Linked DNA regions of Oncorhynchus mykiss: region 2 is linked to region 1. Evidence: chromatin contacts called from public Hi-C data. All regions are on one chromosome and are shown on one strand. Each heading gives the region's core, a stretch centred on a gene start, on an enhancer-like site or on the middle of the called end of the contact. The rest is flanking DNA. Distances are from core to core; before and after follow the strand shown. Region 1 holds the start of LOC110486035 (mitochondrial import receptor subunit TOM20 homolog). Region 2 holds the start of LOC110486037 (microtubule-associated proteins 1A/1B light chain 3C).

What was found. Hi-C and Micro-C count contacts between places; a contact is called where the count stands out from the background.
Region 2: a contact with region 1 is called in a Hi-C map of liver, with 8 times the contacts expected there. The contact joins the promoter of LOC110486037 here to the promoter of LOC110486035 in region 1. A contact is called at or near these places in 2 of 3 Hi-C or Micro-C datasets (blood and liver).

What each region holds. Positions count from the first base shown.
Region 1 is chr13:24,723,699-24,727,619 of USDA_OmykA_1.1, forward strand. LOC110486035 (mitochondrial import receptor subunit TOM20 homolog) reads right to left here and starts at 2,312. Exons shown (of 5, transcript XM_021557346.2): 1 at 1,995-2,312; 2 at 563-609. The coding sequence starts at 2,118.
Region 2 is chr13:24,901,417-24,905,363 of USDA_OmykA_1.1, forward strand. It overlaps LOC110486037 (microtubule-associated proteins 1A/1B light chain 3C), which reads right to left and starts at 1,887. Exons shown (of 4, transcript XM_021557348.2): 1 at 1,727-1,887; 2 at 1,590-1,645; 3 at 1,394-1,500; 4 at 769-1,137. The coding sequence starts at 1,787. The coding sequence ends at 930. It overlaps LOC110486038 (striatin), which reads left to right and starts at 2,635. Exons shown (of 18, transcript XM_036940685.1): 1 at 2,635-3,021. The coding sequence starts at 2,803.

The DNA of each region.
Region 1 (3,921 bases), core at 1,062-3,561:
GGAAAAGCTGTTGTCGATGGCCTATGCTCCAGGAAGAATAAAATGCCTATTCACATGAGTCGGGGCAATCCGACGAGGCTTCGTCAGGTGTGAGGTAAGAGTTCAATTTAAGTGAACTCTTAATGCACCGCCTAGCTCAGCACAGCAGTTCTTGCTGGGTTTGCACTTCCTCCATTGGAAAACAATGGCTTGTTTCGCCACAGAACCATTCTTGTACGAGTCAAGTATGTGGGCCTTAAGTAACAGATTTTGGAGAGAAGAGTGTAGTCGAGTAGGTCTGTATCCATTGGGGAGCTATACAGTTGTGTTGACTGAAATTCGGTACCACTGTACAGACAAAAGGTTTAATAAATGCACTAATTCCAGTCTCAAATCAGTCATACCCAGCCATCACCTTGCCGTGTCCCAATACATGCCAGTGAAGATATCCTGTTTATTCCACTTGAGGTCATTGGAGATTATTTTCCACAAGGTATCATCTGAAGTGTACAAGACATGACTTCTTTAGACGTGTGTTCATTGAGGAAGAATAGAAATAGTACCTCGAGGGGATTTTACTCACCTTTGACAGTCCTGTCCCCTGTTTTGCAGCCGCCTGATTTCTCCTCCCTTGGGCAGAGGTAAACACAATCACTGTTAATATAAATAGCTTTGGGGATTGCTCATGTTTGTACTTAGACAACTTAGTTTCTCAGGCAATCCTACAATGCAAGACTATGATTAGGAACAGTAAGGAAGTCCCATTAACATCCTAAATTGACACCCTGAAGTACAACTTTGGCTTTGAACAAAGCTCCAAAATAATCCACACACCTTCCCTTGATAAAGTGGTTTACCCAGGTCAGAATCAGGAAATACTTAATAGCAAGTGACAACTAGCCAAACAATCCTAGTTATTTTTTTCTGATAGAGTGATTAACTACCAGAGTGGAAGGTAAATGAAAAAAAGTCTAACAGAGGAACATGGCTCATTCAATTGCAGTAAAGCAGGTGTACAAAGCATTGTGGCCAGCTGACAGCCAAATTCCATCTTTCATACTGTAGTCCAGCTACAATTGTAGTCTAGTTAATGTGGGACTGGAATGTGATCTGTATAGGATTTTTATTGTGACATGCATCCATGTGTGTATTCTAATTGGCTCCTGTATTAGAGTGAGGGATTCTGGGTAGAAGACAAGGCAGAACTGCCATTATGTAGTGTGTGGAGGTGTATTTATTTTATATCCCCTTATGAGTTATGTAGTCTCATCATTAAAGTTTGCAGTGTAATGCTCTGTAGGCGCATTATCAGCTTCTTCATACCGACAACCCCATGGCCTTACATGAGTAGTAGGCCTGGATAGAGTAACACCAGGGATATCCAGGTTGCTCTAATACAGGAGATGATTAGAATACATATATGGATGCATGTCACAATAAAAATCCTATACAGATCACATTCCAGTTCCACATTAACTAGACTACAATTGTAGCTGGGCTACAGTATGAAAGATGGATTTGGGCTGCTTGGCAAGCTCTATGTCTGATATGGCAAGCTCTATGTCTGATATGGCTAGTAGCCAAGAATGGTTGGTTTAGGTTACATAACAGTTCAAAACACACCATCAATGAATGAATCAGGGTAGGTGCAGCTTTCCATGTCTGAATTCAACTAACAGAACGCTTGTTGTGAGTGAGTAGGAAGTACATTAATACATGATAAAGGAGGTAGTTAGCAGAGAAACGCTCAACTCTATAAGAGAACAGAGTTGAGTTGCTATGCGCTAGCTAGGTTAGCACTGGCTAGTTAGGTGCAGGACTTTTGGGGTTAGCAGTGCGCTGACAATTAATGAATTAGATCTAATGCACAAACCATTAACGTAACCATGCAAGCTTCTATACTTCGCCAATTGGGAATAGTTAAACGAGTTCGGCCTGGCTCGGGCATTTTGTTGCACCTCAGGTCTCCCAAACAGAGACCGGAGCGGGTTGCAAAGGACGTGGACAACACTCACGTTCTCGTAGCCTGTTCTTGAAGTTGGGGTCACTCCGTCTTTTCCTGTCGAAGTAGATGCAGTAGCCAACGAACAGAGCCCCGCAAACACCGGCGGCTATCGTGCTCGATTTACCGCCCATCATCACTTCCGAAATGGTTGATATTTCTATGTTAACAAAGAGAATATTTCTATTTCGGCTTATATCAAAGGTGGTACATGACCTCACACAGTCGCAAGTTCGCAGCAAAAAGGACCAGTAGGACCGCTGACTAATTTGACAGCTAGGGTGTCCGCATTGAACGCCCGATCGAAAATAACACACATTTAATTCCCAATCACATGATATCACCGATAGCGTATGCATTTGGTTGAATATAAAGTGTTGTATGTTGAACCCAGATGGGGGGGATGTGTTAGGATTTCTTTAAATCAATGTAAGTAGTTTTGGGTAGCATTGAAATGTAAGTGCCACAAGGGAGCAGTAGCAATTCATCAAAAAAAGAAGCAGCAGGCTAATGATTACATTTGATACAATTAAACAGTATTTTCTCCAGAGTAAGAAAAATAGAAACAATTCAGCTACGACTATAGGTATTTTGACTAACCTGGGGTAGACTACACAGCAGCAAACAATGGCCAAGTGAAATATTGAACAGTAGGCTACATGGTGTGGCACAATCATTTAGACTAGTAAGACAACATGTACAATTTTGCTTTCGCTACGACCAATTAATTTACGAAAAATGATGCCAGTTGCACTGAGCCTTGCTCCTATGCCTGTCTGGGCTTAGTTTGCACTTTTCATCTCCCAGATGATAGCTAATCCCTAGAAGTGCTGCTCAACAGAACAGATGGTCAGCTGCATTACATGTGCAAGGCCAGGCTGCTGCAAAAATATACCACCTTGACTATTAGGCTTCTGAGGGCACATGCTCAGACCTGCAGTAATACAAACCATCAGGCATGCACATCCTTACATGGATTATATCATCACCAGACTGTGTCTGGTATTGCGTGCACCTTTGCCTTTAAATGGCAACTGAGTCGTTCTGCACCCTTACACCATTTCTGTGGCTGGTTGTTGTTGTTACAGTTTAATAAAGGAATAACTGAACCTTAGAGATTTGCGTCATTGACCACACGTCGCCAGTTGACAGGATTTTGGAAGAGTGTGTGTGCTTTTGATGGGGTTTCCAGTTAAGCTGTGGGTGTGTGGGTGTGTGGTTGTGTGCGTGCGTGCGTGTGTGTTTGTACAAATGTGTGTACACCTTCATACCCGTACTTATGTCTCTATGTGTGTGTGTATGTGAGCATGCATTGCATGTGTACTTCTTCATACTTATGTGTGTGTGTGTGCATGTATCAGTGGAGGCTGCTGAGGGGAGGATGATTCATAATAATGGCCAGAATGGAGTGAGCCGTCCTTCCCTCAGCAGCCTCCACTGGCATGTGTGTGTATGTGCGTGCATGTGTACACTTGTCTGTGGACAATTTACATGGTAGGAGGATTACCCGTCTGCCCTGTCGTCTCTCTTGCCAGCGGCTTAGCAGCTCGCACCTGGCATGCAGCTGGCTGAGGGTTTGGCGAAGAATTCACCCCTCAGGGACATCTAGCTCCGCCAGTGCCCAGGCTTGACGTGTCGCGGCTTAGCCAGAGGCTTATCGTCTCGCGGTGGTGGGTTATTATTACCATTACTCAATCGTTCCTGGAAGGTGCTTTGGAAGCCCTACTGTATGTGATCCCAGTGCTTGTGTGTTCGGAGGTCTCCTAATCCATGCCGTCATCCCAGGCCACATTATACATGTCTGTAGCAATTCCCTAGGAAACAAGTACTCTTGTCATTTGCTGGGACTCAGACAGATCTCATGTCCTTATGTTGATGTGGGTTGGAGGTTTGGACAGAAAGACCATGACACACACATCACACACACACACACACATGTT
Region 2 (3,947 bases), core at 637-3,136, 180 kb after region 1:
AACCATTGTGCAGTCACAGATATGGTTGAACAATACTGCCACCTTCAGGAGGATTGTTCCTATTCAGGAGTACCAATCAGCCCTTGGTTCAAATACTTTGTATAGCCTGCCTGGAGTGCCAGATAGAGGGTTGTGGTTTTGGGGCTATTATATTGGTTCATTAAGCCAAGCAAGTTTAGTCAAGCACACATTTCAAGTAGTATTTAAACCGAGGTCTGATCCCCAATATGGCACAAATGGACCCATATTGGATTGAATAGTTATGCGTGTACACATACAGCCCAATTCTGATATTTACAAGAACCTAGAGTATAGGAGTCGATTTGGGCAACAGGTCCTTCCTTGATAACTGATGCCTCAGAGTTCCTATTGAAGACAATGTCCAAGTCCACACATTTTGGGGAAATTAAATGAAGGGGCACGAGTGACAAAAATAAGTGCAATATGCTGAAATTGCTGCACCATGTTTGCTAAAGTGCTAAGTTGTCAAACTGATATTGGGCTCAAATATTGAATCATTGTACCGCTGGGAAAATCACTTTTCAATAATTAAATATTTCCCAGCTGCTTTAAGCTGGCATACAAACAAAAAGTTTAGAAAACCTCTGAAATAACACACAGAACAGATCTACGACTTCTTAAACATGTTTAACGAGAATGACAGACCTACACCTCCCATTTCTATGCTAATTTGTTTTTTAGCCCAAAAAGTTACATATTGCCGCTTTAAGCAATCTAGCCAAACTGATGTAATACAGAGCATGGTCCTCAAAAGTTTCAAACATTTATTACCTTAAAAACAATATACAAAAACATTGAGTAATATTAAATATCCATATATTGCATTTTATATCTATACACGAAGTTCAGTTATTGGGCCTGCCAAAAGCCGAGGCCTCACATTATCCAATCCTGCAATTTATGTCTTCTCAAACATTTCCAGCAATTGGCAATGACTCCTCGTGGATTTCAACACAATTACCAAACATTTCTTGAGAAGCATAGGTCATGTAGAGAAAGCCATCGTCATCTTTGTGGTCCTTGTAGACTTGCGCCATGGTAAGAGACATGCTGGCCAGGCCACTATTATTGATAAGCAGGTAGAACGCTTGACTCTGCATCAGAGACATACGATTTCTGAAACGAGAACGTGCAGAGTGTATTGACAAGACGTACTCAAAATGTGGAAATTATCTTGCACAAAGTCAGGTAATATAAAAGTAGTGAGTCGCGCGCGGCACTCGAGGCTGATACGTATCAGGTGATAACCAAGTTTGAAATTATGCACAAGTTCTCAAACAAACATTGAAGACATTATTTCAGTCATGTTAAGCCATGCTTGCCAAGTTAAATAATCAACATTTCAGCTAAACGTTTCTCAAAGGAGACACACCTTATAATGGTGACAAACTGAGTCATGGAAAGTTCTTGGGGGACCAGGAATTTCGTTTTATCAAGAGGCGGCAAGTACTTCTCCCGTTGATACCTTTCAATGATAACCTGTGTGTGGGTGGAAAGGTCACTTTTAGAAGGTGCAAATTCAATGGAACGTCAGGGTAGAATACGGTTTTAGAAATAGGCGAACTTACCGGAATTTTTGTTGGAAACTTTGTTCGGATCCCCGCGACCTCCTGTTTTCTCGTGGCTGTTTGGGATGGAAAACGTGGATGAGATTATAAAGCAACGCATAGTCTACCACATGCAAAGCAATACATTCAATAATCACCAAAGCTTTTTCTCTGCTTGAAGGACTTAGGGTGCTGTGGTTTCTCAAATGGAGGCATCATGTGGGCAAGTGGCTCCTCTCTTCAATTCCTGCTGTCTGATCTAGGCTATAAAAAATTTAACCATGTAGAACAGCCAACAGAAATTAAATAGTGTGGTCGCAGTGACGTATCACCTCATTACCTTGGGGTTGGGTCAGCACGCTTCATATGGCTAATGAATTGACCGTGCATAATGACTCCGCTGTGTGTAAAACCAATCCAAATGGTTAAGATCTAATAAATTACCTGATTGTAATGTTTCATGTAATTGATGTTTGAAAAGAAGACTGTTTGAATTACCAAACATTATATAGAGGTAATTTAGTCATTAAAATATCTTACACACAAATCATACATAGAGGCCTTATAATATTCTCACACTAAAGTAGGCCCTACATCATGTGAGGGCAACATTTTGTTTAATGTATTTTCGTGGATTTCAAAGGACATGAAATTCAGTCGGGGTCGTGGATGATAGGCTTGGGTGTGTGTGCAATGTAAACAACTGGATTAATGGCTCAATGGAATGCATAGATGCATTAATGGAATGTGCTATAATATATGAAATATGGCTACCACAGATACACTTCTGTAGCATACATTATGACATTTTCAATTTAAGTTACAAAAAAATATACTCCGTAGGCCAATTAAAGAAAATGACAGTAAAAAAAAAAGAGAACAAGCGAATTTTAGGTTGAAAATGCAGCTATATCTTCTTTGAACTTCAAATTCCATCATACGTAGTGTACAACAGTTGTCAACAGCGCATTTATATCCGATTGGCTTATTCCAGTGTGAATCGTGTAAATCGACCAATGGGTAAAGAAATCACTGGATGTGGGTGGGAGCTGAGTGTGAACGTCATCAATTGACAGCTGGCTGCTCCGACATGAATGTGCCTGCCCAGTAGAGAGAGCTGTAGGTAGCTATTTCCTTTCCATTTCATATCACAGGGGCGGTTAAAGGAAAACCCATCCGTCTGAGCACAGTCGTGCCAGCTTGTGCGAACTGAACCCACACACCTGGCCTGGGCATGGACGAACAGGCAGGGCCCGGCGTGTTCTTTAACAACAACAACAACTCGGGTTTGCCAGGCGCTGGCAAAGGACCGCAGCAGCCGGGCGACGTCGGTGGCGGAGAGGCGGCCAGGGCTCATTACAACATTCCGGGGATATTGCACTTTCTGCAACACGAATGGGCCCGTTTCGAGGTGGATAGAGCGCAATGGGAGGTGGAGCGAGCCGAATTGCAGGTAAACCACGTCAAAATGCCCTGCTTATTTTTGGTTGGGGGTTTACGGTGTTGAGTGCGCCCTAGGAAGATTGACATTTGTGTCAGGAAGCTTACTCGCGTGCTACGGTCTTTGTGGCGAGAACTGCTCGAGCTACGTTGCTACTAGAGTAGTCTTGGTCGGATGACGTTAGTCACTATAGCCAACCTCGGTCCTGTGAAACACTGTGCTAAGTCGGTTGAATAATATAAAATGATTCTGATGAACAGTGAAGTTGATTCATGCACTCAATAGGCATGAGTCTTTTATTGTGCCTTATGACTTCTCTTGAAAGGCATGTCGTAAATATATCAGAGGTAAGGCTATTAGCATAATGTGATGTGCAGGCCTTGTTTGAGTTGTAGCTCGCAGTGTAAAATTAAATATAAACGCAACAATTTCAAAGATTTTACTGATTTACGGTTAATACAAGGAAATCAGTCAATTGAAATAAATTCATTAGGCACTAACCTTTGGATTTCACATGACTGGTAATACAGATATGCATCTGTTGGTCACAGATACCTTAAAAACAAAAAGGTAGGGGCGTGGATCAGAACCAGTCAGTATGTGGCATGACCACCATTTTCCTCATGCAGTGTGACATCTCCTTCGCATAGAGTTGATCAGGCTGTTGATTGTGTTGAATGGCGGGAACTGAAACATACGGTCGTAGATGTCGATCCAGAGCATCCCACACATGCTCAATGGGTGACGTTTCTGGTGAGTGTGCAGGCCATGGAAGAACAGGGGTATTTTATAGCTTCCAGGAATTGTGTATGGATCCTTCTGACATGGTTGTGCATTATCATGCTAAAACAAGAGGTGATGGAGGCGGATAAATGGCATGACATTGGGCCTCAGGATCTTGTCACGGTATCTCTGTGCATTCCAATTGCCATTGATAA